Regions from separate parts of the Sus scrofa genome. Here region 2 is linked to region 1. The links are chromatin contacts, called in public HiChIP or PLAC-seq maps. All regions are on one chromosome and are shown on one strand. Each heading gives the region's core, a stretch centred on a gene start, on an enhancer-like site or on the middle of the called end of the contact. The rest is flanking DNA. Distances are from core to core; before and after follow the strand shown. Region 1 overlaps AMBRA1 (activating molecule in BECN1-regulated autophagy protein 1). Region 2 holds the start of MDK (midkine (neurite growth-promoting factor 2)).

The links. HiChIP or PLAC-seq counts read pairs in DNA pulled down with a chosen protein or histone mark.
Region 2: an H3K27ac HiChIP or PLAC-seq map of alveolar macrophages shows a contact between it and region 1. The contact joins the promoter of MDK here to the enhancer-like site in region 1. A contact is called at or near these places in 3 of 5 promoter capture datasets (fetal liver, fetal skeletal muscle and liver), 14 of 47 Hi-C or Micro-C datasets (alveolar macrophages, blood, embryonic fibroblasts and 9 more) and 2 of 2 datasets of contacts at active chromatin or transcription factors (alveolar macrophages and skeletal muscle).

Annotation. Positions count from the first base shown.
Region 1 is chr2:15,960,885-15,964,750 of Sscrofa11.1, reverse strand. All of the region lies in intron 1 of AMBRA1 (activating molecule in BECN1-regulated autophagy protein 1), which reads right to left. Among named protein-coding and RNA genes, the nearest start is that of AMBRA1, 27 kb to the right of the region's middle. Within about 2 kb of position 1,905, at least 31 of the 83 cell types and tissues checked have an H3K27ac peak or open chromatin away from gene starts, as enhancers often do. A contact at or near this core is called in alveolar macrophages, mesenteric adipose tissue, omental adipose tissue and 3 more, where this site is marked.
Region 2 is chr2:16,130,902-16,134,767 of Sscrofa11.1, reverse strand. It overlaps MDK (midkine (neurite growth-promoting factor 2)), which reads left to right and starts at 1,905. Exons shown (of 5, transcript NM_001195352.1): 1 at 1,905-1,965; 2 at 2,256-2,332; 3 at 2,451-2,618; 4 at 2,733-2,894; 5 at 3,621-3,866. The coding sequence starts at 2,257. The coding sequence ends at 3,646. DGKZ (diacylglycerol kinase zeta) reads left to right here. Exons shown (of 31, transcript XM_021085253.1): 31 at 1-722. The coding sequence ends at 27. CHRM4 (muscarinic acetylcholine receptor M4) reads right to left here. Exons shown (of 2, transcript XM_003122828.5): 2 at 3,688-3,866.

The DNA of each region.
Region 1 (3,866 bases), core at 656-3,155:
CTTAAATTATTTCATGTTGATTTTCCACTCCCATCATTATTTCTACATTTATTAGCTGGCATTCTTCTGGAGAGAACTTTCCCTTAATAACTGAAGCAGAGTAAACACTTTATTTTTTCCCTTTAATTACTACCTCTTATTGTTTGTAACAGCAAAAATTGGGGACAACCCAAGTGTCCATATGAAGGGGAAGAGATGACTAATAGGGTAAGCAAGATTCTCTGGGTACCAATAAAAGAGATCTACAAGATACAGTGTTCAGAAGAGGGAAAAGCAAGGGGAAATTAATGGTCACTTATTAGGGACTGAGGGAAAAAGGTGAATGGAGACAAAGATGAAAACTAGACTCCTCTTTTTGTTTGTTTTTTGGTTTTTCATCTTTTTAGGGCCACACCTGCAGCACATGGAAGTTCCCAGGCTAGGGGTCGAATCGGAGCAGCAGCTGATGCCGGCCTACACCACAGCCACAGCAACACCAGATCCAAGGCACTTCTGCAACCTACATTGCATCTTTCGGCAATGCCAGATCCTTAACCCACTGAGCAAGGCCAAGGATCGAACCCACATTCTCATGAATACTAGTCAGGTTCTTAATCCACTGAGCCACAATGGGAATTCCAAAAGCTAGACTTCTCAATGTTTTTGTTTTATGTTATTTTTACTATTTATTTATTTATTTGTTTGTCTTTTCAGCACCGCACCCCATGACATATGGAGGTTCCCAGGCTAGGGGTAGAATCAGAGCTACGCCACAGCCACAACAACGTGGGATCCAAGCTGAGTCTGCAACCTACACCACAGCTCACAGCAACGCCGGATCCTTAACCCACTGAGAAAGGCAAGAGATCAAACCCGTGTCTTCATGGATGCTAACTGGATTCGTTTCCACTGAGCCATGCTGGGAACTCCCATTTTTATTTTTAAAATTATCTATTCAAAATTTAATTTTAAATATTTAATGATATGGAAAAAACACATTAAGTGAAAAAAAGCAAAATACAAAATTATATACACAATGTGATATAAGAAAAATCTTTGAGACTAATAATACAAAAGAAATAGAAAAAGTATTAAACCATGGTTACCTTTGGGTGGTAGGATCATAGATGACTTAATCATCAGGAAAGGCAGTGTTCTCTTCAGTTGTTAAATTTAAAAAGTAATAAATACTTATAAAAAATCAAACAATAATCAGCTCTTTACAGTTCATGAAAGGCTACAATCTAAAAAGTACACAACTAGATGCATCCAAATACAGAAGGAAAAATATATTTATCACCTGTGCTAAGAGCTTTTTTCCCTGGAATATTAAAACATAAAAAGTCAGAAAGATTCTATAGAAAGACATAACTCCAAGTTGCCAGTCACATACAGCACCAAGTTCCCTAATGGGTGACTGCAAACTCAAGCCTGTATACTCATAATACAGTTTTCACCCCCAGTAGCATACGATATAAATATCTACACACTGAATATGTCAACACACCGAAGGCCAACCTCCTGAATAAACTAAGGATGAACTAACTGGAAGGAAATAATCTCCTTGATGACCCTGACAACTCATGGTTTAAGATCAAAAGTCTGGAAACAAAACTGCCACACAGCTGAATAATTACGAACCCGGAAGGTGGCAGAAATATAGTTCCCATCTGTTCACCTTAACCCTTAACTGAGTCTGTAATTTTCTGGGAGCCAATCATTCTTTTACCTAATTTAGAGAGAAGTTCAGCAGAAATGAGTTTTGAGGGTCTTTTGTCCCACAGTGTAACAGTAAAAGTACTTTCAAAGAAATGCATATAAATCATTTATAATCTTATAACATGTGCTGAAAACAGCAGCAATCCAATTCCTAAAAAAATCTGACCTTCTGACCTCATGTTACTCAAGAGGAAGAAGAAAATATAGGTCACAAACATCGTATGATTCAGAAAACTGTGATGCAATCTGAAGTTCTTACAGGAATCACAAGGACAAGGAAAGAGCTGCTGCAAATAGCAGTTATCAAGAAAAAACTAAAGCTCAGGACTACCGAAGAGCTTGTCTACCAATTCCCAAGGACCTAAACACACTAAAAATTCCAACAAGACAAAGTCTGATGATGGCAAGAAGTCAATAGGACTAAAACAACTGCACAGTCTCTCTTTTGTCTGAAGAAAAATATTTGCTCTGCTTCTTTAAAAAGATAAGGAACTTTCTCCTGATGTACTCCTTACAGCCACCTGAGTAGAAATTTTATTTGTTCTCTACAAAGAACAAAAGGAACTAAATCAAACTGTAGTCAGGCAGGCCTCTTGCTGAGGAGGAAGTGCCAGTCAAACATGTTTTTCATTCTTCTTTTTAAAAAGGAGGAAGAAATAAGTTTCCTAATCTGTCCCTGAACCAGACTGGGACAAAGGGTGCCAAGAATAGTCTTTGTGATACCATTACACAGTCCCCAGAATCAATTCTCAATCACCTAAAGTCTTAAATAAGTACAACCAAAAGGATGTGCCTGGGATATGTACATTACACAAATGCTAAGATTCCACCCCATTTCCAACCACCTCTCCCTCCGTAACAATGAGAAGAGAATCACCTTGAAAGGTTTTCTCTGCTTAATCCTAGAATATAATTTAAAAACCACTAAAAAAAAAAAAAATCACCTAGAGATTATACACAACCCAGTAGAAACACAAGTTATAGATGTATAGGTTCCCCTTGCAATTTGATCATCTTATGCTATTCACTCCACTGTCTAGCAATATGATTTAGGGCAAGTTACTTAACCTCTCTGAGATTTAGCTGCCTCCTTTGTAAACAGCAATCACAGTATCTGCTTCATCATGTTGTTGTGAGGTTACTGAAATCAAAAAAGAGTGGTGGAGGAGTGCTCCTATGGCACAGCGGGTTAGGGATCTGGCATCACTGCAGAGGCTTGAGTTGCTGCTGTGGCACAGGTTCAATCCCTGGCCCTGGGAACTTCCACATTCCTCAGGCACAGCCAAGAAAAAAAGAAAAGAGTGGTGAAGCATTAACACCGTTGCTGCTATTGTTGTCATTATTTTTGAATCCTCTTCAGGGTTAACTATGGTTTCCTTCAACAAACAACAGAGCCAACTAAAACCCCTGAGACCCGAAATGCCACAATTCTCAAGAGTAGCAGATTTCTAAGAAACATCTCAAAGGCTGTTACCAAACAAGTAAAAAGTACTCAGGAAAAGTACTCATCTGTATAACCAAAGTAATTAAATAAGTTTGGGCTACTTCTACATAAAAAGTGAATCAAAAAACAGAACCAACAACTTAGAACTTTATCTACAAAACCTGGCTAATAATTCAGACACCAAATCCTCTCTACCAACAGCATTCCAGGGAAGTGAATCAGAAAGTTATTCGACCTGGAAGGGACTATGAAAATGGAGTCCAATAACCTCATTTATTTGAGTAACTGCATCTCTCTCCACTTCACTATGCCCATGTAGGCAAAGTCTAAGAGTCAAATCAGCCATGTAATACCAATATACATTCCAAAATTACATATACCGGATCCAATCCAAAGTTAACTTTTTAAAAGAAACAAAAAATCCTTCAAATACTAAAACTAGGATCACTTGCATAAGTAGAGTTCTTCCAACAACTGGAAAATTAACAACAAAATGTCAGGCCTTTAATTAGAGGCCTAAAAGTGGCCTCCTACTCTTCAGAAACTCCATGTGGGTGGAAATACACAGGGTTTTCTACAACTGGCAGCTTTGTTTTCATTAAGAGGACTTTCTACAGAGCATTTCAGGACACTTCAAATGACACCTTATAGGATCTGGGTCCAAAATGTAACCACCGGGAGTTCCCGTCGTGGCGCAGTGGTTAACGAATCCGACTAGGAACCA
Region 2 (3,866 bases), core at 656-3,155, 170 kb before region 1:
AGGGAGGACCAGGAGACGGCTGTGTAGCTGTGAGGCCAAGGCCAGAGCAGCAGCAGGGACAAGGACTGGGTCGGGCGGCAGAAGGATGAGCCCCTCCTCACCCACCTCACTGCCACATTCCAGTCGGAAGTCGCAGAGGGACCCAGGCCCGAGGGACCCAGGCCCCAGGGCCGAGCCCCGTGCTGCCCCCCTGAGGAGCTGCCCAGATCAGGGCTGGACTCTGAGAAGCTGGGGTGGGGGGGCGGTCTCACCCATTGCGCTGAGGCTCCAGCATAACTCAGAGGTTCAACGGGGAAACAGGAGACTGGGCTGGGCTGGGCTGGGCAGGCCTTTGGGGGGACGGGGGCAGCCCTCACCCTCACTGCAGGGGCTGCCCTGGCGTTTAGGGGGAGAAAGAGGGCAGAGGGGCTCGAGGCCCTATCAGGGGGCCTTCAGGAAAAGGCTTCTGAAGATTCCCAGGCCTCTGGGACCCCCACTCAGGCTCCTGGGAGCTTGGGCCTGGTCTCCTGCCCTGATCCCAACCCTCCCGCCGGCCTCCTCCTGGAAACAAGGAGCCTGCTGCATCTGCCTGCGGCTGCCTGCCCTGCTTAGCACCTACCCCGTGACCCTCCTCTCTACCCGGTCATTTCACCTCCGACTGTGTGGCCCGGGGGTGGGGTGGGGCTCTCACGGTGACATGTTTACAGCTGGGTGTGACTCAGTAAAATGGATTTTTTTTCCTTTCTGCTTTTCTTTTTTTTTGCGGGGGAGATCTTCCTCCAGAAGCAGGGGGGTGTGCCGGGTTCCCCTCAGGCTGGGGACCCGAACACCGCAGACCCAGACCCAGACTCGCTTCAGGGGGTCCCGGTGCCCCTTTGGTGTGGGGTCCTAGGGGCTGCCCGGGACCTGACCTCGGCCTGGCTGCCGCGCTCGTCGCGGCTGGGGGAGGAGCCGATTTCCTCCTGCTTCCCGCTTCCCGCTGGGACGGTAACAATGAAAGTGAAAGAGGTAGAGCGGGGCGAGGCCTGGCTTCTGGGGCCCCTCGGCCCAGTGGCCTTGGGCAAGCCCCCCCCAACCCCCCGACCTAAGCTGCGTTCGCTGTTTAGGGGATCGGATGAGGTGGTCCCCGAGGCCCCTGGGTCAGAAGGGCTGGGCATTTGCAGCTGCTGCCGGGCCGGGTCTGGAACTTTTCTCAGACGGCTCTTGTCAGCTCCAAATCCAGGTCTGCGCGCTCCTCCTCCCTCAACTCCCCAGCCCCCGACCCCTCCAACCTGCGCTTGGAGAAAGGCGGAGGGCCTCGGCACCCGCGACCCGTGCGCTTCCCCGGGGTTCCCGGGCCCAGCGCCCCCGACATCGAGCAGAGCATCTCCCCGCACCCTTAGTGAAGCATTCGAGGCGCGGGCTGGCACTTCTTCCCCAGCGTCTAAGGGGCCCTGGGAGATGGAGCAGGGCCTCGACGGGGTTAAATGCTGCACCCGGGCCTCGGGGGCCGGAGCCGCACACAGGCTCCCAGCGGGCCCCGCGCCGAGACCTGTGACACACCCGGGGCTCCGTGCTCCCTCCAGGTGGCCACCTAAGGCTTCGTGGCCGTGGAGGGAAGCTGGCGGCCAGCGGGGAGAGGGGACGGCAAGCAGGAGCCCAGGACCCACGGAGCCCGTGGTTGGGGGCCAGGGACAGGGCGTGCCAGGACCGGACGGAAGCCCGGGGCCGGGAGAGCTGGGCGTCTGGGGATGGAGGGTGTGGGGCCGACTGGCGGGAAGCTGGGGTAGAGGCTGGGGGCGCGGGGCGGGAGCGAAGGCGGGGACCGCGGGGTCGGGGGCGGCGCGGGTTTGAGGGGAGGGGGCGGGACCTTCCTCGGTGGGGGGGGGAGGGGGCGGGGGCCCATGTGACCGGCTCAGACCGGTTCTGGAGACAAAAGGGGCCGCGGCGGCCGGAGCGGGACGGGCCCGGCGCGGGAGGGAGCGAAGCAGCGCCGGCAGAGAGCGAGTGAGTGCGCGGGGCCCCGGAGGGCGCACGGCGGCCTCGGCCCCTCGGCCGCAGCCGACCTGAGGGCTGGACGCGGGGTGGGGGTCTGAGCTGCGTCCCGGGCTGCAGACGGCCCCCGGGGGAGACGCCTCCCTCCGTGCGCCCCGGCGGGCGGCTAGGGGCCAGCGCCCCTGAGTCCGCCGCCGCCGCCGTACCAGCCCGACCCCTTGGGCCTGGAAACTGGGGAAAGGAGGTGGGAGGTCCACGCCTGCAGCCCCGGACGGGGACCCTGACCCGTGCTCTCCCCCCAGGATGCAGCGCCGAGGCTTCCTCCTCCTCGCCCTCTTCGCCCTGCTAGCGCTCACCGACGCGGTGGCCAAAAAGAAAGGTGATACAGGGGTTGAGGGATTGAAGGAGGGTCGAGGTGCGGCCGCGACCCCAGGAGGGGGTCTCTGCGAGAGTCTCTCCTGGCCCGGGTCCTGAGTTCTGTTCCCCGTGCGTTGTAGACAAAGTGAAGAAGGGCGGCCCGGGGAGCGAGTGTGCCGAGTGGACCTGGGGGCCCTGCACCCCCAGCAGCAAGGACTGCGGAGTGGGTTTCCGCGAGGGCACCTGCGGGGCCCAGACGCAGCGCGTCCGGTGCCGAGTGCCCTGTAACTGGAAGAAGGAGTTTGGAGGTGAGGTGGGGCGCAGGCGGAGGGTAGGCAGGGGTGGGGGTTGCCTGGGCAAACCGGTGGCGAGGGCGGCTGGCGGCCCAGCTCTGACCCCCGCCCCCCGCACTCTCCCGCCAGCTGACTGCAAGTACAAGTTTGAGAGCTGGGGGGCATGTGATGGGGGCACAGGCACCAAAGCCCGCCAAGGCACCCTGAAGAAGGCTCGGTACAATGCTCAGTGCCAGGAGACCATCCGTGTGACCAAGCCCTGCACCCCCAAGACCAAAGCCAAGGCCAAAGGTTAGTGAAGGGGGTGCAGTCGTCGCAGGGAGTTGCCCCACCTGTAAAGGGAATGATGAAGCCTGACGTTCTGCATTCTGACCAGCGACGTCTTGATGTGTTTGCCCTGGGGCTCCCTGTAGACAGAGACCGCAGATAAGTGGTCCTGAGGGCCTTGCAGAAGGTGCTCAGGAGATTGAAGTCTTGGCTCCAGGAAGGACAGAGCTGTTCTGTTGGAGCGTTTGGCCTCGGATTCAGGGAAGTGGACCTGGAAGGGCTTAGCTTTGCCGTGTCTCCAGCAGGAGGGGGCAGTTGCTATGTTGGAAGGACTTCACAGTCCATATTTCCTCCCTCCCTTAGCTTCATTTCTGACTCACAGCAGCCCTGGAGGCCAACAGGGTAGAGGTGGATCTGCCCACTTCTCAGGTGAGGGGGCAAGGCTATTGTCCAGGGCTGCTAGGACCAGGACAGGGACCGGGAACTTTTAAGTTTTTCTGATCCCAAGTGAAAGTCAAAGTTGGGGGACTGAGGACTGTCCAGCATCATAATGGCTGCCCTATCTTGCCAGTTTCCAGACCAGCTGATAGAGAACCACCAGGGGGCAGAATTTTCTTCTCTCAGATCTGTGTGTGTCAGGGGTGGAGGTGGGGGGGGCCTCTCCACTGGGTCGCCCAAACCCCACTAATGCGGTGTTTTTTTGTTTGCTTTTTGTTTTTTTGTCTTGTTGTGTTTTTTCTTGTTTTACAGCCAAGAAAGGGAAGGGAAAAGATTAGCAGCCAGGCCTGGATGCCAAGGAGCCCCTGGCTTTACTCGGGGGCCTGGCCCACGCCCTCCTTCCACAGGCCCAAGAAATAACCCACCAGTGCCTTTTGCCTACTCGTTAGCTTTATCAATCATGCCCCGCTTCCTCCCTTTCATGCTCCCACCCCCACCCGCAAGTGCCCGGAGTGGGGAGGGACAAGGGATTCTGGGCAGCTTGAGCCTCCTCCCCTA